6 separate regions of the Mus musculus genome follow, and regions 1, 3, 4, 5 and 6 are each linked to region 2. A link is a contact called in public Hi-C, HiChIP or PLAC-seq, Micro-C and promoter capture Hi-C data. All regions are on one chromosome and are shown on one strand. The core of a region is the stretch at or near the end of the contact, and the rest is flanking DNA. Distances in the headings are between cores, read along the strand shown. Region 1 has its middle 55 kb from the start of Pdhx. Region 2 holds the start of Slc1a2 (solute carrier family 1 (glial high affinity glutamate transporter), member 2). Region 3 has its middle 44 kb from the start of Apip. Region 4 holds the start of Ldlrad3 (low density lipoprotein receptor class A domain containing 3). Region 5 overlaps Pdhx (pyruvate dehydrogenase complex, component X). Region 6 holds the start of Trim44 (tripartite motif-containing 44).

Evidence for each region. Promoter capture Hi-C pulls out the DNA fragments that hold promoters and counts their contacts. Hi-C and Micro-C count contacts between places; a contact is called where the count stands out from the background. HiChIP or PLAC-seq counts read pairs in DNA pulled down with a chosen protein or histone mark.
Region 1: an H3K4me3 HiChIP or PLAC-seq map of bone marrow-derived macrophages shows a contact between it and region 2, with 5 times the contacts expected there. The contact joins the enhancer-like site here to the promoter of Slc1a2 in region 2. A contact is called at or near these places in 20 of 39 promoter capture datasets (the 3T3-L1 cell line, 3T3-L1-derived adipocytes, the C10 cell line and 13 more), 1 of 484 Hi-C or Micro-C datasets (bone marrow-derived macrophages), 12 of 115 datasets of contacts at active chromatin or transcription factors (bone marrow-derived macrophages, craniofacial prominence, embryonic basal ganglia and 8 more) and 4 of 9 other capture datasets (adipose tissue, embryonic stem cells, liver and 1 more).
Region 3: a promoter capture Hi-C map of pre-B cells shows a contact between it and region 2, with 5 times the contacts expected there. The contact joins the enhancer-like site here to the promoter of Slc1a2 in region 2. A contact is called at or near these places in 11 of 39 promoter capture datasets (the C10 cell line, the HPC-7 cell line, cranial neural crest and 6 more), 1 of 484 Hi-C or Micro-C datasets (bone marrow-derived macrophages), 3 of 115 datasets of contacts at active chromatin or transcription factors (SST interneurons, bone marrow-derived macrophages and stem cell-derived neural progenitor cells) and 1 of 9 other capture datasets (liver).
Region 4: a Micro-C map of embryonic stem cells shows a contact between it and region 2, with 2.5 times the contacts expected there. The contact joins the promoter of Ldlrad3 here to the promoter of Slc1a2 in region 2. A contact is called at or near these places in 4 of 39 promoter capture datasets (the SN4741 cell line, cranial neural crest, hippocampal neurons and 1 more) and 1 of 484 Hi-C or Micro-C datasets (embryonic stem cells).
Region 5: a Hi-C map of bone marrow-derived macrophages shows a contact between it and region 2, with 20 read pairs. The contact joins the enhancer-like site here to the promoter of Slc1a2 in region 2. A contact is called at or near these places in 11 of 39 promoter capture datasets (3T3-L1-derived adipocytes, the C10 cell line, cranial neural crest and 7 more), 1 of 15 datasets of contacts at CTCF or cohesin (CD8 T cells), 14 of 484 Hi-C or Micro-C datasets (CD4 T cells, DN2 thymocytes, the G1E-ER4 cell line and 11 more), 9 of 115 datasets of contacts at active chromatin or transcription factors (VIP interneurons, bone marrow-derived macrophages, embryonic basal ganglia and 6 more) and 3 of 9 other capture datasets (adipose tissue, liver and pancreatic islet).
Region 6: a contact with region 2 is called in a Hi-C map of cerebral cortex, with 2.2 times the contacts expected there. The contact joins the promoter of Trim44 here to the promoter of Slc1a2 in region 2. A contact is called at or near these places in 3 of 39 promoter capture datasets (the 3T3-L1 cell line, embryonic stem cells and hippocampal neurons), 2 of 484 Hi-C or Micro-C datasets (cerebral cortex and embryonic stem cells) and 1 of 115 datasets of contacts at active chromatin or transcription factors (pancreatic cancer cells).

What each region holds. Positions count from the first base shown.
Region 1 is chr2:103,016,179-103,020,671 of GRCm38.p6, forward strand. No RefSeq gene overlaps it. Among named protein-coding and RNA genes, the nearest start is that of Pdhx, 55 kb to the right of the region's middle. Within about 2 kb of position 3,108, at least 38 of the 459 cell types and tissues checked have an H3K27ac peak or open chromatin away from gene starts, as enhancers often do. A contact at or near this core is called in the HPC-7 cell line, bone marrow-derived macrophages, embryonic basal ganglia and 1 more, where this site is marked.
Region 2 is chr2:102,655,945-102,660,836 of GRCm38.p6, forward strand. It overlaps Slc1a2 (solute carrier family 1 (glial high affinity glutamate transporter), member 2), which reads left to right and starts at 2,745. Exons shown (of 11, transcript NM_001077514.4): 1 at 2,745-3,357. The coding sequence starts at 3,341. LOC115489466 (a long non-coding RNA gene) reads left to right here and starts at 3,364. Exons shown (of 2, transcript XR_003953884.1): 1 at 3,364-4,892.
Region 3 is chr2:103,115,163-103,120,108 of GRCm38.p6, forward strand. No RefSeq gene overlaps it. Among named protein-coding and RNA genes, the nearest start is that of Apip, 44 kb to the left of the region's middle. Within about 2 kb of position 2,194, at least 22 of the 459 cell types and tissues checked have an H3K27ac peak or open chromatin away from gene starts, as enhancers often do.
Region 4 is chr2:102,182,851-102,187,913 of GRCm38.p6, forward strand. It overlaps Ldlrad3 (low density lipoprotein receptor class A domain containing 3), which reads right to left and starts at 3,610. Exons shown (of 6, transcript NM_178886.3): 1 at 3,430-3,610. The coding sequence starts at 3,475.
Region 5 is chr2:103,057,710-103,062,865 of GRCm38.p6, forward strand. Pdhx (pyruvate dehydrogenase complex, component X) reads right to left here. Exons shown (of 11, transcript NM_175094.5): 2 at 788-868. Among named protein-coding and RNA genes, the nearest start is that of Pdhx, 13 kb to the right of the region's middle. Within about 2 kb of position 1,697, at least 11 of the 459 cell types and tissues checked have an H3K27ac peak or open chromatin away from gene starts, as enhancers often do. A contact at or near this core is called in bone marrow-derived macrophages, where this site is marked.
Region 6 is chr2:102,399,165-102,403,593 of GRCm38.p6, forward strand. It overlaps Trim44 (tripartite motif-containing 44), which reads right to left and starts at 1,736. Exons shown (of 5, transcript NM_020267.2): 1 at 849-1,736. The coding sequence starts at 1,520.

The DNA of each region.
Region 1 (4,493 bases), core at 1,858-4,357, 360 kb after region 2:
ACAATAAACATGAGGCTAAACTTCAATGGAAGACAGCAAGATGACTGCAGAGTCCAGCTGCTGCATGACTCATTAGTAGAGAAAGTGATGCTGGTTCTGCAAAGCCCTGGAAGGCAACCCTCACTTGGCCTGGTAATCACCCACTAATGCTCTGCCCAATACACACACCATGTGCTCCAGGCCTCCTGCCCTCACCTGTGTCCTGGAGGACTGCTTACTTATTTGGTGGCTATGCATATATCTGGTCTGGGTAAGTCAATGAACTCTGTAATCTGCTATTAGCCCTTGACTAAGATTGGAGGCTAATGTAGTTATTCATATAGAAGACAGGAGCAACTGGGATTGAAACTAAGGTAACTATTTTTGAGTTCTGAACATGGAGCAGAATTCAAAACTAAAATGCTCTTTATTAAATTTATGTTTTAATTACTTTTCCTTCTGGAGACAGAACAGGATGGTACCTACTGTGAGACCCAGATTGGCCTGCAAGTCATGATCCTCTTGCCACCTCTTCCCGAATGCTGCATGCTATTCTGTCTGGATGAGTTTGTTTGCTGTTACTCTCCTCTTGTTGTCCAGGATGGTCTCTAATATGTGCACTCCAGTGATCTTCCCGCATCTGTTCCTCTGCAGCTGGGACCACACACAAGTACCATCGGCTTATCGATATATTTTATTCCTAGAGGCACCAAGCCCTAAATCAATGGTTCTCAAACTGTGGGTCATAGATCCTTTGGGGATCACAATTCAGATATCATGCATATCAGATATTTATATTATGATTCATAACAGTAGCAGGAGTAAAGTTATTAAATAGCAATGAAGTAACTTCATGGTTGGGGGTTGGTCACAACCTAATAAAATGTCGCAGCATTAGGAAGATTAAGAACTACCTCCTTAAATGTTTTACGCTTCAGTTTTATTAAGGCTGTCACTGGGAGTTATATGTAAGTCATGACTCTTGATTTTAGTACTTCACAGATGTATTTTTAATGGAAACAAACCAAAAATCCCTCAGTACCTCATGTGCAATCTAACCAGGACACAGAAAGGAACTACAAAGAAAATACGAGCCAAGTGTACATGTTTTTATTTGTATGTTGTACTTAAACTTTTTATAGGTCTCACTGTACATGAAGTGACATCGCTGAAGAACTTCAGTAGAACGAGCTCAGCCAATGTCCACCTGAGAATGTTGTGTGTAATGTTGTTAAAGCTTTGTACCACATGGATATAGGCTCAATCCCAGATGCAGCTCTTAGAGCTTAGCTCAGTTCATGTAGTCTCTGAGTCTGTACACGTTATCTAAGACTATAAAGGAGGGCTGCTATAAAGCAAGATACACCTCCCACACAGAACTGAAGAGATGATGTAAGATAAGCAGTTGCCACACAGAGGATCTTTCCCCTCCTCCATAGATAAGAATTATTAAGACACAGGATAAGCTTACTGCCAAAAGCCTAGTAATTTTAAACTAGGCTGACACTAGGCAGAAAATACTCCTCCTGATGAGCAAGCATGCAGATTAAATGAATTCTTAGAAAAGGATGTTCCCACAGAGCAGAAGCTAAGGCACTGGGAGGGGTGATCATCTACCAAGCTCTATCCTGTAGCTTCCTGATAAGTAGTATTCTCTGCCAAGCGGACTGAGGGGCCACGGATAGAAAGTAAGTGGGGCCAAGAGGTGGTGGTGCACACCTTTAATCCCAGCACTAGGGAGGCAGAGGTAGGTAGATCTGAGTTTGAGGTCTGCCTGGTCTACAAAGGGAGTTCCTGGATAACCAGGGCTACATACATTGAGACCCTATACAAAGTTTAAGTGTAACATACACATAAAAACTTAACCTTGTGTCCAGTTTATGCTTTATAAAGGCTTGACTAATGTGTATCTCATTTGGCCACAACAGACAAATCTTTAAAGATCTACTTGTCTGTGACAAGAATAACTATGAATCTCATAAAGAAAAAAATTTAAATACATTTAGATGAGAAAATCTTGACTGATCGTCCTAATGTTCTCTCAACTTTTAACAGAAACCTATATTTCCCTTAAACTTATGTCCTTGGTGGTATAGTTTAAATCAAGGAGCATTGACAATACTCACTTTCTCAGAAAGAAAAAGGTGGCTCAGAGTTGGAAAATCAGGGAAGTGACTTCTAATTTGTGAAAATAAACTATATGATCAAAGACACAAACTAACAGTAACTTTCCAAAGTTCATCTGCAAACGACTTTAGCAAATTTCAATTAAGGGTGCTTAAGAAATGGTTCAGTGGTTAGCTGCTCTTGCAAAGGTCCCAAGATCAGTTCTCAGCACTCACATGGCTGCTCACAAGTGCCCGAAACTCCAGTTCCAGGCAATCCAATGGCCTTTTCTGGCCTCTGTGGGCACCAAATATGTTTATCTAAACTATTTTTAATTAAAGAGGCTCCTCATTGTTCTATAACTTAGAAGATAAACTACTTTGTTCCAATTGCCTCCTTCCAAAACCAATGCAGATGCCAGAAAGGCAAATAACCATGCAGAACTATTCAAAATGTCTTTATGAGACGATCACTCTTTTATTTACAAGTTTAGATGTGTCCTGAAACCATGCTACTTGCTGTATCACATATAAGCACCTCACTCCTCTTCAAGTGGCAATAGTGAGCCTCCAGAAACTGTCCTGGAGGGAATTCCACTCATCTTATGGCGCTGTCTCGAAAGCACACGCCTACCTTGCATTCACAACACACATACAGCAGCCTGGCATGGAGGACACACTTCCTTGTCCTTCTTCATTAAAAGCCCTGAGGTAATGGCGATCCAGAGTCAGTCATACTTCAGTTAGTATAAACCCTGCAGCTGTTTCCTGCTGCCCCACATCCTTTGTTGTAACCCACTTGGAATCATGGCCAGATTAATTTTAAAGTCTTTCTGTATTGTTACTCCCTTCTAAAAATCCAGTGCTTCCCATTCATAGCACTTGTTTCAAGTGTAATTTTTAATCTGCATAAGTTCATTTCTTCACTTTGCGAAGGGAGCCCGCGTCCATCATGACACAACCTTGTCATGAGAACAGAATGTCTTTGAAAGCTGAGACCGAAAGCCATGCAGTTTCTCTATTTGGATGACAATATATTAACTCATAGCACCACCTACCTTTCAAAGTAGGGAAACAAGGCTTCTTTTCCAGAACTTATGTTTTGCTTAAACAATTACTGGTAAAGGTAGGTTCAGAGTGCAAATAAGTAAAAAACAAAAGAAAAAGAAAAAGTTCCATTCGATATTATGTGAACACTCTTAACAGTATTTATAAATTACTTGGCAATGTTTCATTCAAGTCTGGTCAGCAGCACCCAGACATTTTTAATGTGACAGAAAATAGTGGACAAACTCATTTTTAGCTACTAAGTAGGAAGTGTAGTTAAAGAAACCAGCCCATTCTGACTAACAGAGGTAACTGTTCATTAATACTTCCATGACTAATGGTTAAACACTAAGATGAATGATGCTTTTCCCTCATAATTCATGCTTAGGTTGTTTTCCTTGTCTCAGTATATTTGCCTGTTATAAACAGAGTGTGGTGGTGGACAGTCTTGCTGATGCACACATGGCTCACACCATGTATCCACACTCCTTCAAATCAAGATCATTCCTTGACCTCATGCTGCAATAGGATTATTTCCATAAATGACAATTTGCTTACAGGAATCTAATTGCTAGAGATGCTAGAGGAATTATTTTTGATCAAACGGGGAAAGCTTCTACACTGCTTATTAACTATCACAGAAACCATGAGAGGGAGGCAACTAGGTTTGTGTTGCCCACGAACTGAAATAAATGGCTTCAGATAAACAGTGCCTCTGTCCAAGCTGGATGGGGACCAACCTCCTTTGTAGCTACAGGAAATGGAGGCATTATTGCTAGTGATACCGGCCCACAGAAGACAGAGCGCAAGCAAAGAGCTACTTATGGCTGTCTCATGTTCAAGTCCTCAGATGTCAAAATTAGAAAAGGGGGCTGAGGAGAGGGTTCAGTGGGTAAAAGCACTCGTCATGCAAACCTAACACCCTGAAAGACAGACACCATGACCCTACCTGTTCTTACAGGCAGATGGAGGCAGAGACAAGACAATTACCAGGAGCTAGCCTGGTGTACACAGCAGTGAGCAAGAGATCATACATCAAACAAGGTGGAAAGCAAGAATCCAAGGTTGTTTTCTGCCTTACACACCTGGGAACATGTGTCTATATCCACATCCACACAACACACACTCACACAGTATTAAAAACATTTCAGCCACACTGAACTTGAAAGTAGTGCAAGTGTAAAAGCTATTTTGAAAACGGTGCTTGGTAATAATTTTAAGTTAATCTGACAAAAGTTTGAAGAGTCCATTTTAAAATGGCTTGTTAAAACCGAATAACTGAATTAAATATTTTTCTTAACAAGAGATATACTGGGGCACTAATTATTTCTGAAGGCTCCTTTGTTAGGGCTATAGTTCATC
Region 2 (4,892 bases), core at 1,495-3,994:
AGAATCAAATCTCAAGAAAGCAACCTGAATATTCTAGTTTAAACCAAACCAAACCAAATTAAATCTTTACCAAAATATCGTAGTTCACACTCAGTGCTGGAATCATGCTGAATGTTCACAGGCCCGTGGGGTGGGCTGGGAGGTCAACGGAGAACCAGTTTCTTCTGCGCCAGAACCATCTGTGGCATAGTCCACATGATTAATAGACACGATTTCCCAGACAACCGAATGCAAATGTTTCTCTAACACAGCAGGTGGTGTCAGGACACCCAGATACAACCATTTACATGGAAGGTTGCAAGGCAGAATGACTATACCTATCTAATCCCAAGTATTTAATGAGTCAATCACCTGAATCCTCCAAGGTTCTCACCATGGAAAACATAATTAAGAATAATTTTCAATGCAATGAGTTTGTTTTTAATAGAAACCCTTTTATTGCCTTCCTTCCCCCATCCTTTAACTTGTTTTGCATTGGGGCATAAGGATCCTGCTGCTAGCTGGTGAATGGCGCAGCTGAGCCCTCTGGGGCTCTGTGGATGCTGAGGGGTTGCTATTATATAGCAGTTCATTTAGGCTCTGCGTAAAGGAGATGCTGGCAACAGAGGAGCTCCTGGGGTTCTTAGTACCCAGCCTATGAGAGAGTCTTGTGGCTTTGTTCTCCAGCTGCCACTTCCCAAGAAAAGCAAGGAAAACCCCTAAATAGTCAGTGACAATCTTAGGTACAAAGTCACAATCTACAGGGTTGTGATGTCAAGGCCACTACCAAATTTCAAAACACCAGTTTTATTCACACACATTTTTTTCTTTTCTTTTAGGGAAAGTTAAAAGCCCAAGCATGAAGGGATAATTAAAGATTTTATTTCTGATTTATCAAAACCCTTTTTAATTTTAATTTTTGTATTTCGTGTCTGTGCACTGGGAGCAATGCACATGCAGGAACCTGTGGAGGTCAGAAGAAGGTGTCAGATAGCCTGGAAAGGGGGTGGCAGAGACAGGTATGAGCTGCCAAGTGGGTGCTAAGAATCTAACCAAGAGCCTCTTCAAGGGCCATCTCTCCAAATCAGAGTCAGGTTCCTTAAGCTGAAGGGAACACAGAGCTGGTCAACGTAATTGGCAGACAAGAACAAACAAACAAACAAACAAACAGACAAACAAAAAACAAAAAACACAAAAATCTCCAAAACAAAAATAAAAACAAAAAACAAAACAAGCAAACAAAAACAGGACAGGAGAGCTAACCTTGGCTAACCCCACCCCACATTCTTCTCCTCGTTTCTTTCATGTGCCTAGTCTTCCTTTGCCCAGGAAACAACCCTCCAAAGATCCCCTAAAGTTAACGGAACTTTCTTTTTCTTCTTTTGGTTTCTGAAGCATGAGCTTACTCTGTAGCCCACACCTGTCTCAAACATGAGAACATCCTACCCCAGCCTGCTAGGCACCGGCATTCCAAGCATACAGCACCACAGCTGGTTTAACAGAACAGGTTTTGAATGCAGTTCATTCAGTTACTTATTGAGAACGAAGGTGACCCCTCCAGTTTGCCACGCATGCAAAGAAGCGAAGATGTGGAGCATGGATGAGAAAGCCTCTGGGCTAGAATCCTGGAGGGGAAAAGAAGGAGAAAAGAAACTAGAATGCTGGAGTTCTGAGATGCTGCTCAGAGGAGCCTAGCAGGTCCCAAGTGACCTGCTCACACCTTTTGACATCTTTGTTTACACTTTTAAACCTCTCAGTAGAGTCTGTTTAATTCTTATCTGGGCCCTGCAGAGGTGATAGGTTTGAGTCCCAATGTCCAGCAGAGGAAAAGAAGGTTTTGCCTTTTAGGTGGCCACGGGGTCAGCAGGTGGAGGACCTGTAGGTGTCTGGTGTGTCCCAGTCCTCGAGATAATAAAAGCTGAGCAGAACTTGTCATTATTATGCAAAGCTGGGCAGGAGGCTTGGACTCTCCCTCGCAGAAGGCAGAAGCCCATCTGTCTTTGCACGCCTCCCCCCACGCTCAGAGGCCTGCTGAGAACTGAGCCCTGGGTGGGTGAAGGAGATGCGTCTCCAGCCCTTGGCCCTGGCGTGTGTGTGTGTGTGTGTGTGTGTGTGTGTGTGTGTGTGTGTGTGTGAGAGAGAGAGAGAGAGAGAGAGAGAGAGAGAGAGAGAGAGAGAGAGAGGGAGAGAGAGAGAGAGAAATTATGGCATCCCTCACACCCTGCTCGCCCTCGGGGAACCACATTAATATTAATCTAGACGAATGATTGAATGTCCGGGATTTATTCGGGCCCGGGTAAAGAAGGACCCGCAGCTGGGTCGCGTTTCCTTCCGGTCACCTGAGTGTTTCTGCAGCTCAGATTCAGTGGGACTTCTACTCTCAGAAGTGGTAGGATGTGGGTGGGTGTGCCGGCCTGTGTGATGTGAGCCCGAGCAGATGTCCAGGGAGTGATGGGGAGTGCCAAGGCTTCTCCAAGGATTGGGGACGGAGGGGCATCCCGGGTCTCAGCGCTTGGCCCAGCACAGGGTGACCCAGGGCCACTCAGACTCGAGAGGAAACAATAGCGACTCCTTAGACCCTGGGATCCTGCCACTGGCTTTCCAAAGCCTTCCCGGACTACCGGCGGTGCCTTTTTTTTTTTTTTTTTTTTTTTCTAATTTATGACTGGAGGCTGGTGGGGGAGGGACAACAGAAAAGGGACAACGTCTAAAGATGGGGGGCAGGGGCGACAGTTAAAGAAGTCGCCCCAGGCTGCGGCGCGGGTGATGTCAGCTCTGGACAAAAATAGAGAGGGATCGCCTGCAAATCCCCAGCTCCGGCTGGGCTAAACCTTGCAATCCCTCTTCGGCCGGCGCCGAGCCAGGGCGCAGCGGCCTCTACCGCCTCCCCCGGCGCGCACACACCAGCACACGCGCACGCACGCACACACTCCCCCGCACTCGCACTCCCGGTCTTCCCCATCCCGCTCGGTGCCGGCCACTCCTGGTACCGGTCTGCCCCGCGGCGAAGCACACAGACACGCACACACACAGGTGGCTGCTGGGAAGCGGGGAGTGTGTTCCTGCAGCCCTGCGGCCAGCGCGACCTCGCAGCAGCCGGTGCAGGATCCCCGCAGCGCCCCTCGGAGCGCTGGCCGCGAGCCGCTCACGGGACCGCGCGCGGTGGAAAGCCGGGACGTGGATTAGCGCCCGCAGCAGCCTCCCGCGCGCGCCGAGGCGCTAAAGGGCTTACCCAGGAGGGGGGTGCGAGGGCGGAGAGAGGCTGCCCGTTAAATACCGCTCTCCGCCGCACTCCGGGCTCACCCAGCTCGCCGCCACCGTCTCCAGACCGTGCCCGGGAGGAGGGGGCGTTCCCCACGCCATGGCATCAACAGAGGGGTGAGAGCTTTTCTGGGTGCCCATGGGGAAGAGGGAGCCGCGCGCGGGGTGGTGCTGCCCTATCCCAGATGGGGACAGAGAACTGTGACCCTGGACCCCTGAAACCCTAGCAGAGCGCTGGAGGTGGTGGGAAAGGGGTCTGGTTTCTTTGGTAGACTAGCTGTCTTTTGAGGACCGGGAGGATTTAACGGAAAGGGGTGAAAAAGTGTGAAAAGAAACCGTGGAGGTTACTTCAGAGATTTAAAGACAATAAAGAATTGTCCACGGAGCCTGCAGGAAACACTGCCTGGGCTGCAAGGAGGGGACCAGTTGGAATGAATGAGCCAGGATCAGAGCCGGGGCGGGGCGAAGAGAAGCGCACAGCCTTGAATGCTAGCTTTGGGCGCGCACGGGTGTGTGTGTGTGTGTGTGTGTGTGTGTGTGTGTGTGTGTGTGTGGGGTGATGATGGCAAGACCCCAGCCCAAGAGGTCTTTGCCTTTGGATATTAGAATTTCCCTGGCGAGCTGCAAGGAAGAGTGGAAGAGATTTGGGTGCTTCCCGAGAGGAGGGAAGGAAACCTGTAGCTTGGAGCAAGAGTTTCCAAACTATCTGGACTATCACTGGCATTTTTATTTTGCCTGTGGCCTTGGAGGCGCCCCTCGCCTCTTGAGGCTGCAGTTGGCATGATGATCATTTCTGTGGTAGGACAACTGTATTTAGCAAGGGGAGAGTATGGGGGATGCACAAGTCCCTTGAATACTCATTCCAAGGTATCCTGGTCCTGTCTCCCAAATGCACTTCTCAGGCTTCCCGGAGCCTAGAACAGAATAAAAATAATAACTAGGGACCCCAGCTTTTGGGCTACTTCACAAATGGCACTAGCTGCTTTGGAGAGATCGGTGAACCTACATGTGACCTCAAAAGCAAGTATGAGGGTCTTCTCGGGACTGTATACTCGAGTCCTTGGTTCTGGCATTTTCTGGGGGCATGTTTAATAGAAATCAAACTCCGCCAACTTTCGGTGAGGTGGTGGGTGGTGAGTGGAAAGATGGTGTTTAAAGCCAGACATCGAGATTCCAACCTCAGACAAAGAAAATACGTCTAAATCTGCCCATCTTCATCCAAGAGAAAGAACCTATTCATCTATTTCTCTCATCCCACGAATCTTTCCAAACATGCCTCGCATCTTGTCTGACATAAAATTTCTTCACATTGCTTATTTACCAGTGTGGACCTTTGGAGTGGTTACTTATCAGAAAAGGTGCTCTACTTTGGTGCTTGTGTGCAAGGAAGGCAGTATCATGTGCTCAAACATATCTCTAGAATTACATATTAGGAGCCCACATGACTTAACATCAGCACACTTCTGTGTTTGGTTTTAAAGGCTTTCATCTTAGAATGGGTATAAAGGTATTTCAGGCTATCTACAGGACCCTTCCTGAATTATTTCTGCCTTTAGAGTCTCAGTTGGAAAACATCTTTGAAAAATATTGTCTTCCAAATGCTGCAACCAACTTATTGTCGATTCTGGTGGCCAGAGGGGAAAAGAGAGGAC
Region 3 (4,946 bases), core at 944-3,443, 460 kb after region 2:
CACTGTACAATGAAGTTAAAAGGAGCATCCAGGAGGACTTCTTTGAGAATTAAATAAGCTAATACTTGCAAAAGCTTTCAATGGTGCCTCTGCTAGAACAGTGCCAGACACACAAAAATGTGCCCATAAAGAGCTCGGTCAGTGGCAGGCTCAGCAACAGCGTTGCCCTCCGAGAGGCAGTGGGACCTGGTTTAGCTGTCCCTCTAGTCCTTGGATGTTTTAGAACACAGGGTCAAACTACAGCACCTAACACAGAACAGTTCTGTTCAATAAATAAATAATTGTTTTAGAAAGGAATTTCTAAGGCCCCCATTTTAGTTAAAAGATTAACATAAATATGTAAAACAGATTTAAGAAAAGTCTCCAAAACAACAACAAAGGAATGTATGTTGTCTCTAACATAAGCAAATACAAAGTCTGTGTTGAATTGTTAAGAAAATCCAGAGGAAGATAAGTAGAGTAGAATTAAAAAGAGGTTCATGGGCAGGTTTTTATTACAGATATAAGGTAGAGAAAGAATGGAGATGGCAGAATCACTAAGAGTATTCCAGAAGGAGAAAATAACTCCCAGCAGGGGCTCCTTGGAGATTCCTGGATCTTAGGCCACTTCACTCACAGTCTTACCAAACAGACTGAAATGTGCACCCACATACAATGTAACTCTGGTACAAAATATTTTCTACCTTGGCTTTTGAAATGATTCTTATGATAGTAACTCCTTTGATTCATAATTGTTTACAATTTTTATGTAATTATATTTCTAAATATGAAATTACTTTAATTATTTGATAATTAGCTAATGACTTCTTTCAGCAATCACTAGGCACCCATGAGAAATTTTAAATTAAAAAAATGCATCCACAAATTGTTTTTAACTATAATGGGTTGTTTGTGAATATTAAATTTAATAACTAATGAAGTTGATGTTATAACCTGTAGCTGTGTCCCTTCATATTTGAAGTTCATATATCACAATGTTCAATGAAAACTAAGCATTTCTTTGTTTCCTTTCCTCTTTGGGTCTTGAAATGCTCTTGAGTTTTCACAGAGACACTCGGCCCGCAGAGCCATGATCACAGGTAAGGAGGCAGCCAGACTCCTCAAAGGCCTGGAGGCAAGTGCAATCAAGTTTTACGCTGAATATGGCAAACTCATTGTCTTTGCTGAAGGCAAGAATCTATGTGGAGGATTAGTTGGATACATACTTCTTAAGGGAACCAGCTGTCTTTATAAGTAAAGGCCTGTTACAAGAACAAACAAACCTATTTAGGCTGGAGAGTGTAGGGGACACATTACCTGTTCTCATCACTTGCCAAGAACACCATGCCCTCATTTCAGCTCAACTCCAGACACCAAGGCTGGGATCTAAAATACTTTTTTCTAGCTGGGTAAAATTCACAGTAGTGAATGCCTGTCATCCCAGCAATGGAGAGGCTGAGAAGGAAGATTCTGAATTCAAGGCCTGTCTGGGCTACATAGCAAGACTCTGTTTCAAATAACAACAACACATATAAATATATTAAATATAATATCTCAAATAGTATTATATATAAAACATAACACATATATGACCAGAAAGCTAGTTCTCACATCTTCTACAAGATAAATATTCAAACATTTCAAAGTCACTTAGAAACTTCTCTTTCTCCTCCTTTTATCACTGGGTGAGACATTGCTTGTCATTATCAGTATCTTTGGCACCAGGGTTGAAAAAGTCACTTCTCAGGTTCTTGGAAGAGAATATCCACATGGAATATCAGACTTGGACATATCATCAGTTTTGGTAGGAACATATGCATATATTGCTATGATGAGAGAATCAGGTAGGTATTTTGCCCACCTTTAAGGGCACCCATTTGTATGATGTTCCCTGGAGTTCTATAAATTTGCAAACCCAAAGCCATGCTTGTACTCTCTTTCCAGAGAAATGAGGAAAACAGCCCAGGCAAAAAGAAAGCATTTGTATGTTCTATTAAGTCACAGGTAAGCCGCAAACAGTCTAAAACCTGCAACTGATTTCATGCCCAATTCTTGCTACACCTAAGATTTGCATAACCCAGTGCTAGGGAGATTTGGGGGGAAAACCAGAATTCCAGCCCTGAAACCAAGCCAAGCTTCCAATGACTAGAGACTGGGAAAGCTGCCTTTTTCCCGATCTTTAGTTTCTGTTTCCCAGTGGCATGTAAAGGACAGGCGTGCTCTGTTCTGCAGCCCCGGAACCTACTCGTCGTGATTAAGCCATTATCTGTGAGGACTGTGTAAGGGCTGGCAGGAGTTTAGCTCACAGTCAATGTCTTGTGATTTGGATAATGAAACCCAGCCTCTTCTTCAATTATTTACCTCATCAATTGTGAGCATTCTCAAGCCAGTGGTTTTACTTAAGTGCACATCTATAAGACTGACATTGCTGTGAAATCCTTTCAATGCCCTCAGAATGAAGACTTCTTGCCCACACCTAAACAGCAACTCACTAAAAACAATGAATAGCATTTCATAATCAGAGTGGGTGTACTTCACCTAACCAATGTGTAAATAAAGGAGTAGCTGGGTGAGACCAGAGGGGCCTCTCCAGAAAGCTCACCCCACCACCACCACCACCACCACCACCACCACCACCATGTCCTGGGATACTGTGTGGAACACAACAAGTACTTGGCTTGAATCAAGAGAAAGACAAAGGAATTACTTTCTTTTTCTGGTGGTCACCCAGGTCCAGAGAGATGGGATGGGTGGAACTTCATAGCTATTCCTGAATCCAGTCCTCCTCCTACAGTCCCCAAACAAAACCAAATCAATCATACACACACACACACACACACACACACACACACACACACACACACACAGACACACACACACACACACTCACACACACACACAGACACACACACACACTCACACACACACTCACACACACACTCACACACACAGACCCAGACACACACACAGACACACACACACACACAGACACACATACACACACACACACACACACACACACACACACACACACACACACAGCCTCAAAAATTAAGAGACAATAAATGTTGCGCTTGGGTCTTGGGTCTTGCCTTCTGGCTTACCTTGGTGTGGAAGCTCAGTAAATCATTATCGACTCAGGGAGCAAAACCACACAGACCCAATGAGACAAAGGAAAACAGGTACCTGGCAAGGGGGAGGAAAAAGAATGATTATAAACACTGTAATATTAACAATTCAAATGTCAGCAGCTATAGCAGGGCTTCCTTTAACAAAGGCGTTCCACCCTAGCCAATTCTGCCTGCCCTGCAAGGCTTTCTGTGAATGCTCGGATGATGTCCCACAGGATTTGCAAACAGCCCTGGCCTCTCTGTTGCTGTCTCATTCTCTCTGCCTTCCCAGACAATTCCAGAATCTGGGCCAAGGCTGTGTCTCTCTTTACTGGAAGATTTGCTAACTCAAAAGGAACCTAATTAACACTGTGTTCCTAATTGAGCATTATGTCCTTGAGCAAGTGACTTGGCCTCTTCGGGGCCTACCAAATGGAGATAATAATAGGACTTTGTTCACAGGGCGTTTAGAATGTCCTGAGATCATACACTTATTTCTCCCCTGTATAAAATACTTTACCAAGGACCTGTATGTTGTATGCACTGTTCTAGATGTAAATACAAAAAAGATACAAAGCTCTGACTACACAGACTAAAATTCCAGTGGGGAAGACAGACAAAAACCAACAAAAGAATCATGTTGGATGGTGATACATTCTAAAATGTGTAAAGTCTGATTATGGCACAGAGGATGACAGGCAGCTGGTTTGCAATAGGATAATTATAAAAGTCATCTTCGAGGAGGAGGAGGCATGTAATCAAAGGTCTGACAGCTTAACTGGGACATCTCTATCACTTTCCAGGCTCTCAGCTCCCAGATGCTGATGGGCCACAAGCTTAGAAATACGGGAGGTACTGTGTTTTACTCTTCAAATGTCCCTCTAAACAACATCTTGCTTTATTTTTAAATATTTAGTTGACACTTACTTAATTTTTTAATTCACTTATTATGGATTATGGAGTAGGGTTGTGGGCATGGCCAAGGACCATGACAAACATAGGGAGGTCAGAGAATAACTTTCGAGAGTCACCTCTTTGGTTCCTTCCTTGCACTGTGTGAGTGCTGGGGATCAAACTCCACTTGTCAGCCTATCCTGCAATCGCCTTTGCCTGCTGTGCAGGCATATTGCCAGCCATGACTAAGCAACATTTTAAGGCATCATTATCGTATCTCATTAACACAATTCTTCATGCTGCCTTACGACTTAGAGGATGGCCCAAAGATGGGTCTCTTGATTGTTGGTCTATTAAGCCCACAAATAACCGGTTAGTACCTCAGAGTGGTAACAGTATACTCTTTACAGTGAAGCCACTGTCTTTTCTGGGATCATCCAGGAAGGAAGTAATGAAAGGGAAGGGCAGTGTATTTAGTAGATGCCACCTCAACTCACTCAGCAGCGTAATTCTCCAGCTGCTGGGAAGGCAACACATGGATGACATCCCAGAATAATCTCAAACTACTCCCGAACCAGTGAGCCCTCCCATGAGCAGTTCACTAGAAGGCTAGTTTTTCTAAAGCATTTGTTTTACACATTGGTTCCATGTTCAGATTCTTGGGGAAACATTGTGAACTTAATTTCTTTGCTAGAGATTTGCAGCCTTAAGTAACCCATTAAATTAAAAGGCCTGAGAAATTCTGTAACCCGGAAATCTAATGAAGCTTAGTCACTCCAAACTGCCTTGTCTCCAGATCCCTTCTTTTTTTGTTGACATTTGTTAACCTGAACTTTTCAAAATGCTACAAGAAAGGAAGGCAGAAAAATGGAACCACCTCACCGCATTTAAAAACTCTAGAATCTTCAAAACAGCATTGGGAGTGGGCTCTCAGAAAACAGAAGATGACTGGCTGGATGTAGC
Region 4 (5,063 bases), core at 2,360-4,859, 470 kb before region 2:
GGCCTAGAGTGTCTTCTTGTCAAGATTCTCACCTTCATGCATGGGAGAGGTGAGGTTACTGAGACTACCCTACATCTCCACATAAAGACTGAGATTTATTGGAACTATTCTCCATGAACACTTGTGAGCTCTTCAGGGACCACTGAGTTCTGGGTGTTATCCATAAAATGAACAGATTTGAAGAAGTAAACGGCGGCCATGGGCAAACTCTGCGGTGGTTGTTTTAAAATCACAAAAGTCTCTGGCAGAACAGACCCGGTAGCAATTTCCATCAAGCCGGTATTAGCAAGAGAAGCCAGGAAAGGGTTCTGAGAAAAGCCTGGGTTAGAATCTAGGTTCCATTGACACCACGGTGCCCTGGAGAGCCATCAGTCTCTTGGGAACCACGGAATGACATGCTGCCTGCTCCTTGCTACCTGAGCTCTGGAAAAAGTGGAGAAGGTCAGCTGTTTTCAGTGGCAAGATGGACATCTCAAGTAGTGACTTGGGTCACACATCCTGGAGTCCCCTAACCTCCCTATGCAAAAGGACAAGGCTTTTTTATACAGTATCATCAAATCGCATAATTTCCTGATCCAAAATTCTCAACTGTTTCAGAACTGTTGGACTTAAGAATGCCCCACTTAGCCACGGGCACTTCCCTAGCTAGAGTGAAGCCCTCCTTTATTCCCAACATCACAGGAATAGGGTGGGTGGGTCCTGTAATCTCAGTACTTGAGCAAGTTTCAGGAAGATAGCCTCAACTACATATCTAGCTCAAGGATAATAGTTAGAGGCCAGCCTGGGTTACAGAAACTCTTCATCAATAAACCAAAACAGAAACAGCAACAGCCAAACAGCGGTGGCAACACACAAGCCCACTACTAACTTAACCCTGCATAGGGTAGGGTTTAAGACCAGGAATTAACCAACTTGCCATCTACCATTCAAATCTCCATCTGCTTCCTCCTCCACAGAAATTAAATGCTCGATCTAGTGGGCTATCAGGAAAACCAAAAACCAAAACAAAAGCCACCTCACACCCCAGGAGGGAGCCCCAAAGACAATCCTTTGAAGATGAAAAGGAACAAGGTGTGTTTATTTGTACTTCTGAGCAGTCTCATCTACCCCGTTGGGTGGGGCTAGGCTAGGCTAGGCTAGGCTAGACTACTTGCAACTACTCAACTAGTTAAAAAAAAATAAACAAAACCCACCCACAGCTCAGGCCGAGAAGCAGATTCTTCAAGAAGAAAGGTTAATAGGCACACTGCTTCTAGTAGGAGGAAGGGAAACCAAGCCTCTTCCCTGAGATGTTCAGGGGTCTTACCAAAAGCTAGCCAGAGAAGGAGAGGATGCAGCAACCAACCACTCATTTTCACACCCGCTTTAGAATTATCTAAAGACTCACACACTTAAGCCCACCACGTGCAGCATCCAGGTGCCAGAAAATGGGGCATCAGACAACGTGATGTAACTCTGAAGTGATCTGCGCTGCCAGACAGGATACATGAGAAAATAGTAACAGCCACAATCTTAAAGGCCCAAGTCTTGGACTTAATACTCAACTCAGAGCCCAGGTTTCCTCTACAGGAAACCTTCCAAAGTCCTGGGCTCTACAACCTCTCTGGTATTAGCAACTTCTCAGGGAAGGATTGAGGACTAGGAAGGGAGATGTTGGCTCAACAACCAACCCTTGTTTCCTACAACACTTGGTTCAAGACATAGTTCACACTTAAAAGATGATCCTTAGTGTAACAGGGAAAGGCTTCAAGCCACCTAAAGGTCCTAAAGCAAGTTCAGTAATCCAAAGCCACAGCTAACTTCAGCCAAGGAACACTGGCGGTCCCTCCCCTACCCCAACTATGGCTCACGGTGACTACTGCACTTCCTTGCTCTATGGTATACGTCCACAGGCATATTAAATAACCATTGCTGAAAGGGAGAAACATATAATTTTTTGTGAACTCAACTCATGCGACCCAGTACAACAAGAAGATGTGATAATTAGTGTCCACTGGTCCTAAGCAGAGAACACACAGAGGAGCCAGCTGGGGTGTTACCAAGGGACATGCCATTGCTATGTGAATTAAATGTGTGAATCCGGGCAGATCTTCATGTCTGAGATGCCCTGGAACTGAGCCTGCTCTAACAACCTCCAAATAACTTGCACCTGCTTATAGCTGCCTAATTCACTTTGCCCTCCCTTCCTTCTCCACAACCCCCTCCCCCCAATCCCCATAACTCCAGACAAACAGAACACAAACCCTCAGTCTTGGTTTTAAAAAAAACCTACAGCAGCCACAGGAGCCTAACCCCTCACTGGAAACTGAGCAAGCCCACAAGACATTTAAATGGAGTCTCAGAGGAGTGGGGATGATGGGGGAGGGGGAGGTCCCGCTGGCCAGTCATTTGAGAGGATGCACAGGACTTGCAACTTCTAGGAAGGGAGGGTTGCTGGACATCTGCAAGGGGTAGCTCAGAAAGGTTTTGACTTCCCTCACAACAAACACAACGCAGCAGCCAAGTTTTCTGGAAGTATTTGGAAAAATCCGACATAAATTAGACGTGTGAATGATACGGCCACAGAGCATGAAATCTTCAGTAAAGAAAGTTCTGTGAGCATCAGCTGCCCAGAAATAAGCATCAGGGGCCAAGGGCGGGCAGAGCTGTGGAGGGGCTGCTGACAGCTGTGGCCAGCGGGCAGAGGCAGAGGGGAAGGGCTCCAAGCTGGAATTCGGAGCGTGCCCACATCAGCAGAAAAGTTCCTGGGAACAGCACTCTGTCTGGGAGGGACCCTGCGGGTCTCAGGATGCACGCGCTCTGAGATGCAGGGACCAACGGCCGTTAGAGGAAGCCCCGGTCCTCTTTTCCTTCCCTGCTCCCTGAAGGTTAAGGCATCTTCGACAGACGACAGAAGTAAAAGATCTGCTCCCAGGATGAACGAATGATTTCCATGTCCATTCCCTACTGCATCTCGCTATTCCCAAACCAGACACGGTCCAGGGAAGAAGAGAAAGGAAGCTGGGATGCAGATGCGGGGAGAGCGTAGATGGGAAACTGAGGCAGAAAAGTGTATGTTAAAGGCTGAGGGAATCCGGGAAGACCCGAAATCAAGAGTGGAGTCCTCTCCTTTCCCTCCTCGGTTCCCAGCACACAGAGCCACACTCGAACTACGCCCAATCCGGGCGGCCGCCCGGCTCTAGGGAGCCGGCGCCGCACAAAGCTCCGCCCGCGCACACACACGACAACAGCACCCGGTGCGCCGGCCCACACAATAGCGCGGCGCGCGCCCCGCCGCGGCCCCTCGCGGGGTCCCGGCCAGCCCGGCGCCGAGGTCCGCCCTTCGCGCACACCCACGCCCGCAGCCCAGGCCCGCGCGCGGAGCAGGGACGATCGAGGCAGCCCCCGCGCCCGGCGCTCGGTGAAGCGCGTCACGCGCCCCCCACTCACCCGCAGTGCTGCTCAGCAGCAGGCACAGCGGCCCCAGCAGCCACATGGCGCGGCCGCCGCTCCGCTGCCCAGCGACGTTGCTGCCCCGCGGCCTCGGTCAGACCCCGCCTCTCGGCGCCGGCCACGCCCTCTCGCCGGCCCAGCCACGCCCCCGCCCTCCCAGGCCAGAGAGCTCAGCCAAGTTCTGCACGCTCACAGTTGAATGTGGCCGCCTGAGCTCTCCTCCACGGTCCAGGTTACAAAGGTCCGGCGGATCCAGTTTTTGCTGCCTCAGGGGTCAAATTGCGAGGAATTCTTAACTGCCCCGGCTCTTCTCTCGGCCGGTTTCCCTTTCTTCCTGCATCCTGCGGGGATGAGAGAGTCACCATCTCCCCAGAGCCTAGATGGAAGAAAAAAGTTTGAAGAACCGGTTCTTAGGAGAAAACTTTTTTTCATTGTTGACAGTGAAATACGACCGTTGCTTCTCAAACTCCAAAATGTATCAGGCAGGCTTGGCGACCCCGTTATAAAGCTCACTTCCACTCAACAGGTCTGCATTTCTAATAAACTGGGGGGGGTGATTCTCAGGATGGTAGTTCCTGGAGCCACTGGAGGAGCAGAGAAGACATTTCATCCTGAGATCTAAGAACACTGAGGAGAGTTTTAAATCCCCAAAACTTTATGCATTTTCCATTGTTTGGGCATTATACACTGTTTTTTAAGGAAAGCCTATTATCATGGAGCTGAGGAAATGACTTAGCAGTTGAGAGCAATTGACCTTCTCTGGTTAGACCTTCAAATGAGCCCCCAGCCCCAGAGGAAGCCATGATTGCCTTAAGTCCATGTGCTCCTCTAAGCTGCATCTAGGTTACTAACCAAAAGACTGAGTGCATTCACTGGGTTATTGCTTTCACCAAAAAGTCTTTTGTTACAAGGCGATAACATTACTATTCATGGCATTACAGCAAACACTGACCAGAACAGCTGAATCTCACTTAGCATCCTCCAGAAAGCTGCAGGAGGATGGCACTAGTCTGCTTCAGGCATGGCACTCTCATGGTCACACTTTACCTTTACAACAACCTCTGAAGACAGACAGTAATGTTTCTGTGACACAAATGAAGTCTCTGAGGCTCAAAAAAAAGAAAAAAAAAAAAAGAAAAGAAAGGAAGGAAGGAAGGGAAAACATTCTCAACAGCCACACATCGTTACTTACCACCGTGAACAAGCCCAGTTCAGAAGACCATAAGACACAGAACTTATCTGCAGCTTCAAAGATGATGTGGCCACTGGATCTGAGCTATGATCATGGAAATGCTCAATAAACAAAAGTTAATTTCAGCGTTTAATACAATTCTACTCCCAGGAAAAGATTTCTGGGTTGCAGCTCCCACTCCCCAAAGCCACTGAGCCTGAGAGTTTTCCCTGCTGGAAATTAAAGTCATTCTTTAGCTGTTGCTGAGTGTGTGTGTGTGTGTGTGTGTGTGTGGTGCATGCATGTGGGTATGTGAGCGTAGTGTGGTGTGCGAGTGTATGTGTGTGAGTGTGTGTGTAAGTATGTGTGTGTGAGAGAATGTGTGTAAGCATGTGTGTATTGTGAGAGAGAGAGAGAGTGTGTGTGCATGTGTGTGTGGAGAGAGAGTGAGAAAACACAT
Region 5 (5,156 bases), core at 447-2,946, 400 kb after region 2:
TGGAAGAGTCAGTACGCTTAACTGCTGAGCAGTTTCTCAAGCTCTACGAAAACTTTTTCATCAAATTTAACACTTACTGCCTTCTTGACTATAGATTCTGAGAGGCAGAGAATTCATTACACTGTCAGCTATATAAGAATCTATCAAGCTTTTTCCTAGTACTTGTGACAAATGTTTTTATTTTTATACAGTATCTGACTTATTGATAATTTAGTCTTGGCACAACACAAACAATGAATATAATACTGTGTGTTTTCACACTTAAAACATCCATGAGTATTTACTGCTCCATTTTCTATTCAGTTCCACCAGTCTGTGTTTTGAAGCACCTACCGCAGATTTAACTGTAGAGGCTTAGGGCCCAGTAAGTAGCAAGCCAGTCCTCCGCTGTTGCTGTTGTTTCTTTTTTAAGAGTGCCCCTTATATTCTTTCTTATTTATTTGTCCTTTCTATTGGAAGCACTTTCCTGGCTCCAGGAACATATGCAGACACAGACACACACAATAAGGTTTTAAGTTAAGCAGCATGAGAATGATTTTGAACCTAAAAGCCACAAAAAAGAACTAAAAGTTGGAAGGGAAAGCCTTGAAGAGTTCACCATTATGTGACAGTGAAAAGAGTCTGATATACCAATATGGTAAGTGTTTATTCACACAAATCTACACCAACTAGCAAAGAAACACATCTGCTTCCTTCCTATCATGCATTACGTAAACTACATGGTGCAACAGGAACCAAATGATCAAGTCATCCAGCAGGGAAGAACATCAGGAACACAGCTGCTCACCTTCCTTTCTCAGCCATTTCACAATGTTCCCTTGCTCCATCGTAGGAGACAGTGATGGCATTAGGACCTTAATAGGATCCGCTGAAATTAAAAACAGAAAAGATTAACCAAACAGGCACACAAAAATGCTACATACTCACATTCACATACCAACACAAATATTACACACACACAAATACTACACTATACATACATTCATACTACACACACTCATGTACTAACACACACATACAATGTCCCTCACAATCTATTGAAAAAGGACACACCAAAAGTATACTGCAAATTGGAAATGAAGTGACTACGGAAAAACAAAACATTAATACTTAAATAACTTAAATATTTAGAATACTTTCAGATCCCTTTTCATGGCTAAAAGACACAGAACAAAAACAAGATAGGGCTCTAATATCCTATAGCATAACAATCAGGATCAGATCTAATAACTTAACTTCTAATCCTATGCTATTCAATGTACAACTGTATTGGGCAGGAAAACCTAGGAGTTAAGCAGACCTTAGATCCCAATAGGTGCTATAAAAACATCCCCTTGACTCAGGAGACCTCCAGGAAAGCATAGTTAAGAAACTACTTTCTCCTTAGGTACCTAAAGGGCACACTATACAACCATCCAGCATCCTTCCCAAGAGGCTTCACTGTTTAGGGCCTCACTGGAAATGCGTGAGTCTTTTACATTACAACTTATATAAAAGTTATTCTGGCAGAATGCCAGAGCAACAAATGCCATCCCCAGAAGTCATCAATGGAATGTCTTTGTCCTAAAGGACTCTCAGAGGTCTGTGGCACAGGCTGCACCCATTGCAAACATGAGGAGGACACATTATGCTTGCCATCTCTTTGTTAATGTTACAGGGTTAAAAGCAAGAGCATCTCACACACGTTTAAGGAAGTCAGATATTTATTTCCTTTTGGAAACCAACTGAGTTTACTGTAGTTTCAAGTGGAAAATGCCTATGGCCTCATAATAAAGGCATTTTCAGTCCTTTCAAGTATACAATAGTCACAGGAAAACTCTCTGCTCTTCACTTCTCTCTGAAAGACCAGAAATAGCACTTATACAATGTCTTCATTTCTTTAAAAAATAATTTTTTTGTTAGTGGAAAATGTGTGTCTTCTCAGGTCTTCCATGGTCTGGGTGCTAATCAATTTCCTTCCAAAGGAAGGTCTGCAGGTCCAATTCTTTCTGTTCCAATCACTAAGGTTCTGTAGGATTGAGGCAGCAATTCACACACAACCTCTCACCCACAACCAAAAGGACCAAAGTCTAATAAATACAGGGCTGGATTGAGAAGTCCACCCACAGATGTCCATGGATATTAAGGCATTCCCCATTCCAATCAAGCCATCAGTGTTTAGACTCTACCTACTCATTTGATCTCTAGTCACCTGACTTTCAGTTGGCATCAGTCTTAAAAAGCTAGAAAAGTAGAATGGCCACTTGTAATGGCTCAACAATGAGAGTCTAAACTACATGTCCTAGTATAGCATTCACATTTTCAATCAAAAGACTGTAGTTCAGACCTCCTGCCTAACTTAAGGCTAGCTTCTACTATGCTATGGTACTTTGTGTCTCTGTGTACCTTAATGTCCATTAAATGCAACTCATCAATTAATTACTGGTTACTGGTAGCCTAGGGATCAACCACAACAAACCAGACGGATCAACCACAGATGTATCAACTCCACATGAATATATTTTATAAGTCTAACAAAATACCTAATATACCTTTACCTCGGGTATATAGAACTGCAGCATTAAGAAAGCACTTTTACAAATGATGATGAGTGTTTCAAATGCACTAGAGAGCAGTTAATCTCAAGCTATCTCAAGAGAACAGATATAAATATGTGCTGGAGAGCTAGTGAGCTAGCTTAGTACGTCACTTGCTGCTCTTCCAGAGGACCAGGGTTTGAGTCCCAAACTCACATGATATCTTATAACAATGTGTAACTCTAGTTCCAGAATATTGAGGAGCTCTTCTGGCCTCTGAGGTACAAGCATAAATGTGGTACACAGACATACATGCAGTTAGAACTTCTATACATTCAAAATAAAGTAAATAATTTTAATTTTAAAAATGAGGGGAAAACAGATTCAATGGGTCTCCTAACTCCTAAGTTATCAGCAAAGAGGCTGGAGAACAGAGGCATTCCGCTCGTGTCTACTCTGGCTTTCATTAACTATCACCAATAATCTCATTTAATTCCAAACTGAAGTCTAGTTAAAATAAACTACAACTACAAAACAGCTCTAAAAGTGTTTTTCTTAGTCAAACTAATCTTTGTGCACTAAAAGAATTAGGATTCTAGATAGGTAGAAATGATGCAAAGGTCTTTGTACCACCTCAATACACTGTTATCTATGAGGAGACCATCAAAGTCTTAATTAAATCAAGTGGACGTAGGGGAGCCTACTTAGAGCAAACACACATACACATGGTACAATTCCAAACTGCAATGATTGGACTCTTGTAGTTATGAAAATTTTCGGCACGTGTTCAGAAGTTAATACACGACACACATTTTCAAGTAATAAAATGAGCTTTTAAATCTCGGATTGTGATGGAGCTGATTACTGCTTTTCATGGCTTACTAAACAAATGAAGACAACTGCTAAGGAATGCTTATCAAGTGCAACTCTCAACAGTTATTTTTTAAACTCATAGAGACAAATGTGTTTAGGACGGCAACAAACTCTTACTCCTAAACAGATAAGAAGCCAGCCTCAATCTAAAAGCTCAGCTTTTTAAAAAGTCTCAATATGTTGCTGTTATTAAAAAGCTCAAGCCTTGCATTATGAGAAAGAACATGTCATGACCACACATATGTTAATCTACCACATAGAATTGCACTTCAGAGAGGTGAAATAAAAGGACACAGTGCTCCCACAATCCCATCTCCATTTGTGACAAATATTAAATCAGTTCTCTCAAATAGACTCTCCTGTATTTTTACATTTGGCTCAGATGCCATTGTATGATTCATATTATCAATCTCCTGTGATAATCTCTCCACCAAGAGACCTTCACATTTGCATTACTCCTGACATTAAAGACTGTATTATGAAATGTCTGCATTTAGGAAGCATTATTTTCCAAAGTACAACATCAAGACCTCCAAAATTTTTATTTTAAACGTAAAACAAATCGTAACCACTCTTCACACCCTTTACTGGAATTGCTTCCCTGAATGATGACAATAAAATCTAAAAACCCTGCAGTAGATCACTGTCCTTACTCTCCATGAAGGTGACAAAACCCAAACAAAGATATGCTGGACGTTGCCATTATTCAGTGCTGTCTCTTGACTGAGTGTGCTGCCTTATTACAGAGAGTAAGATGTGCCATACATACATTCTGATCACACCACAGGCTTCCTGCCAGAAATGCCATTTCAAACCATGAGCTTATTAACAAGAGTACAGTTTCGTCCTAATAGATCCTCTGTAGACGGGAACATTATACACTTCTTTCCCAAATGTATTTTTTTTCTTGATAGAGAAAGTATATGATCATAAACGAGGCTTTAGGTATCAGGCCTACACATAGCTACTACCTGCTCTTTGTGGCTGTACGAGGCTCCCTGGAATGGGATTAAGCCTTTCCGGGTGATTTAGATAGTATTTACAGAGCCCCTCTTCATGCCAGCGAGAAGTACATGCCACACTCCTGTCCCACTGAGAAGGCTGGGATGTGCACCAACTACTTCCTACTAATATCCACTTCCTAACTGTGAGCAGACGAAATATGCTCAACTGGTTATACGAGTTTACATAAAATAACACCTGACCATATTTGATATTTTGTAGTGATTCACTGCTTGTTCATTTTTGTAAAGCAGCTAAGATTATTTCAAACTGGTTGGCAAGTGAGCCAATATACAGAAATTATAAAACATTAAAAATATTAAGATGACTATGGTGTTGTGCTTTTAGTATTTTATTTTGAAACATTAACTTTTAAGAGTAAATGTCTCACAAGCCATTACAACTGTTTTACTGTCTGTCTCATAAGAACACCACAATAAATGACATTGGAACGTTGTTGCTTGATATATAATATGCGCTGTATGAACAATTTATCACTAAACTCGAGTGATTTTTCAGTTCTTTTAGATCTATTCTGTCAATTTTCCTACAGTAAAATTCTGACTTTAATTTTAAATGTGGCACAATAATCTGAATCTAATTTATTTTCTCTAACGTATGTTTTTATCCTGTCAACAAAACTCATATTTCAGCAAAAGCAATTACATTACAGATTTAAGTTCTTAACATATACAAGCATTCTAAAAGGTCACTGGATCAACAGAGAAATTAATATAAACAAACTCTTAAAATACAAATGCAGAA
Region 6 (4,429 bases), core at 486-2,985, 260 kb before region 2:
CTGCATGTGTACTTCTCATAATAAAAGTAGGAATAAAGGAAATATTAATACACAGTATTTTCATTATCAAAATAGTAGTTATTTTGAGGCCAGCAGTTGTAAGACTGCATAGGGAAACAAAAGCCATAACAGACGTTTACCAAACACTTATTACTTAATGAACACAGAAAAGCTGTTCTATCAATGTTAGCCATCGCTGTATACATAGAAGGCAACCCAAATGCAATCAATATTTACTAGATGTCTAATGCTGACAAAAACAGGGCCAAGCTGAATACATCCAAATCTAGCCAGTGAACATAAAAGCCTCCATCTCCACACCAATGTAGCCTACCAGCTATACTTGTTTCCTACCAAGTCTCAAACAACAAGGAACCTAAGACAACTCAAGACACACACCACAACACCTGTACCGCCACTTTCCGAGTCTTCTACTAGAGGAACCAGCTCCTTGGTTTTGTCAAAATCACCGTTTCTTTCTCATGTTTTCCAAGTGGGCTGAGTTACCATAGCAAGAGCCCTAAGTCAAAACACTTATCCTAACAACGGTGATCATGTATAGAAATGGGCCTAAATGGCGTCACAGTTCTCAAGGAATGGCCTATCTGAATTCCAGGGAGAAGTAATTTGCAAACTGTCAGAAACTATACTCAAGATTTTCTGTGTTCTTGTATGTTCACAGATGAGAACTGACAACTTGACAATTTCAACCAAAATGGTAGACTAGGCACGGCTTCCAACATGGCGACTCGTCTTGTTGATACATGAAAATGAATGTGGTCACAGCTAGGCTATCTGAAATCGGGGATCCTGTTCCCCTTAGACATGTCTGAATGCCCGATACTCACTCTCAGTTCTTCGAAGGCTTCGTCCAGCGTGGACAGCTGGTGGCCCCGGTGAGCCCCAATGACTGGACACAGGACACAGATGAGCTGCCTATCTTCCTGACAATAGGTGCTCAAATCCAGCCCATGGTCTGGACACTTCCTCTTGGCCACTCTCTCCGCTTCCATCTCTATTTCGGGGTCAAATTCGCTTTCTGCCTCAGTTTCTCCTTCTGCCTCTGATTCCCCTTCTTGGTTGTCTTCCTCCGCCTCGCTCTCCTGCTCATCCTCCATCTCTTCCTCGCTGTCTTCTTCACTCTCCTCGTCACTCTCATCCTCACTGTCTTCCTCGGTCTCGCTCTCTTCTTCCGACTCACTGTCTACCTCCGTCTCGCTCTCTTCTTCCCCGACCTCGCTCTCTACCTCCCCCTCGGCCTCCCCTTTGGCCTCGCCGTCTTCGGGGAGCGCGTCGTCTCCCCCGCTGGCCGGCGGAGTCCAGGCCTGGGCGCCATGGACGTAGGCAGCCAGGCGGTGGCTGAGGAACTTCTGGCGATGCGCGTCGGCGTGGCGGCGGCAGTAGCAGAAGCCGCAGTCGCGGCACACCTCCTCCGCCCCGGGCGCCTCGTCGGGTTCGCACTCGTCACACGTGCCGTCGGGAGGCAGCTCCTCGCAGGCCGCGCCCACTCCGGAGGCCATGTGGCTGCAGGGACGAGGCCGAGGCCTAGCGGCTGGCGTGCTCTCCGCCTTCAGCGCGGAGCGCCTTCCTCACGCAGGCCCGCTTACCCCCGGGGTCTGGCCGGCCGCCCCGCCTGGGCCGCGCCGCTGCGCTGCGCCGCGCCGCGTCTGCAGCTGCTGAGGCCTGAGGGCCCGGCCAGCCGTCAGCGCTGGGCCTGGCGCCCGCTCGGTCTCTTCGCCGCGCGCCGCGCCCGCGCCCCGTCCCTCGCGCGCCACTTCCGGCGCGGCAGCCTGCGCCCCGTCGGCCCCTGCGCCGCGCAACCCGGCCTCCGTTGCCCGGCAAGATCGCGGCCGCCGCGGGCCCACGCCGCCCCGGTTCCACTTTACCCACGCCGTCAGCGGCCTCCTTTCACTTCCTGAGTCACTTAAAGCGGCAAGGACCCTTTTCTGCGTTTTCCCGCGGGGCTGAGCATCCCCCCCGGAAGGAGAAGCTCGAGCGCAATCTCTCCTCGCAGAGCAGGGCGACGGGCCCCGCCTCTCCCACGCCCTCCCTGGAGGTGTCAACCTGACCGAAAACCACTAGCCTGCGGTCCCTGCGGACTTATGTCACTCTGGAGACACTGTCCCCGCCCCATCACAGCCCCCGGATTTTCAAGGGGCCAAGGCCCCAAGGCTCTTTATCACACCGAACCTGCCCGCCTGGGATTTCCATAAAGCCCCCAAAAGGGCTGTGTGTGTTCTTCTAGGCTACTGAGGTCTCAGTCTGACTGAGCAAACACGCAACATTTTTGATCCAAAGCAATACTGTGCCTTGTGTGTTTGCAAAGTCTATTTGCATCCCGGCCTCCTAGGGGTTCAGAATCTCTGAGTAATAGCTGTGTCAGGTGAAGGGAGGTGAGGGGGATCATAGTTTTGAAGTGAGATGCCAACTCCCAGTCACTAACTGGTCACTCTAGATTCCAAGCCGACACCAAGAGAAAGGAAAGCGGTTGATACACATTAAACAATGTTAAAGTGCCCCAGACCGTGCTAGATCTTCTTGTGGTGTTTTCAAAGCCTGATTTTAGAACTTTATCCACTAGAGTCCCCAAATCCTAAGGCCACCACTTAGGTTTGGTAATCATGGACAAATTACTTCATCTTTCTGTTTTAAAAACCACCCCCCCCCAAAGACAACAACAACAAACAAACAAAAAACACCAAACTCTGTAAAATAGAAATAATAGCAATATCTCCTTCGTGGGGATTTGTGGATTAAATGTAAAGGAGTCTGTACAGAAGTGATCAGTAAGCTTTATTAATTTTAGCATAATTTATAATGCTGACAATGACACTTCAAAGGTCATTTCATACCTTAAACATAAGACATTTTTGGTGGGCTGCTGGTAATGTAGCCATCCCCTTCTCTACCATCTATGGTTGTCTCTCCAGTAACAGAAAAAAAAATGTATTTGAGAGAGAAAGGAGGACATTTTGCTCTAGTGGGGCAGAGGAAAGTGGATTACAGAATGGAAAATAGCTAGGCATGTGATGCACACTCTCAAGCACTTGCGAGGCAGAGACCAGTGGGTCTCTTAGTTGGAGGCTAGTACCTTCGACTTAGGGGTTCCAAGACAGCCAAGGAAACATAGATTCTATCTTTGAGAGGAGTGGGGGTGGGGAGAAGGGAAGGAGAAAGAGATGAATGGTCTGATTTCTTTAAATAAGAGTGCTAGGATTTCCAGATCTCCACAAAAACATCAAGGAATGTAGATTAATTGACATTTTAAATAATGTTTGATGTCTCTTAATGTACATTTAATCTCTGTGCAGCTTTTGTTAAATATATTTTTTTAGAAAATTAAGAGTTTTGTTTGTTTGTTTTTCTTTTTAACCTCAGAACAATTCTATAGAATGCTGGAAAAAATAATTTGTTTTGTTCCGATCCTGTGCACATCTCTGTTTTCCATCCACTTATTTCTCAGGAAATGACTTCTATGTCTTCACTCAAAACAGGGATTGATGCCCCATTCTGGAAAAAGAAATTGACCAATGACAACCCAGACTCCTGCATTAGTGGATCTATGAGCAGTGTTAGCTGCTTGGTTACTTCCATCTGGGCTGAGGCTTTAGGAACACAATGGCATTGTATTTACAAAACCTTTGAAATGAATATAAATCTTAAAAGGCATTTTTGACATACACTGACTCAAAACAAAATTAAGAAAAATTGTGGAGAGTGCAACTCAGTTACCTAGCATACAGGTAGGTATGGGGTTCAATACCTAGTACAACAATCCCTTAAAAACACATTTAAGGGTCCCTAGCATCTTTGGTAAGAGGAAGTAACATGTTATCATTATTTCTCTTGGTTCTTCTTAACTCTAACTTAACAAAACACAATGCTGTGATGTTCAGTAATCTTCTGAGCCTTCTATGGAAAAAATCTTAGAGAAGTAGATGAAATATTAAAAAGGGAATTTATAGCCGGGCATGGTGGCGCACGCCTTTAATCCCAGCACTCGGGAGGCAGAGGCAGGCAGATTTCTGAGTTCGAGGCCAGCCTGGTCTACAAAGTGAGCTCCAGGACAGCCAGGGCTATACAGAGAAACCCTGTCTCGAAAAACCAAAAAAAAAAAAAAAAAAAAAAAAAAAAAGGGGGGGGGGACTTATAAAGTCTAGGGACCTAGTTAGTAGATTCTGTAAGGTAATCAGATTCCCTACTACTTTCCATTGAAAGTAGAACCATTCAACTCCCTGGGCGTAGTCTTTAGGAACATCTAGAGATAGCCTTAACATACTAATCTATTACTTCCTGGGAAATTACCTTACAATGTAGAACCTTGATATAACAGACATCAGTTGTCTTACTTCATTTCCATGAGTAAAGAATCCAGGAGTGGCTTAACTATGTGCGACTCTGGCTTAGAAATATAAGCAAGGACGTTGTA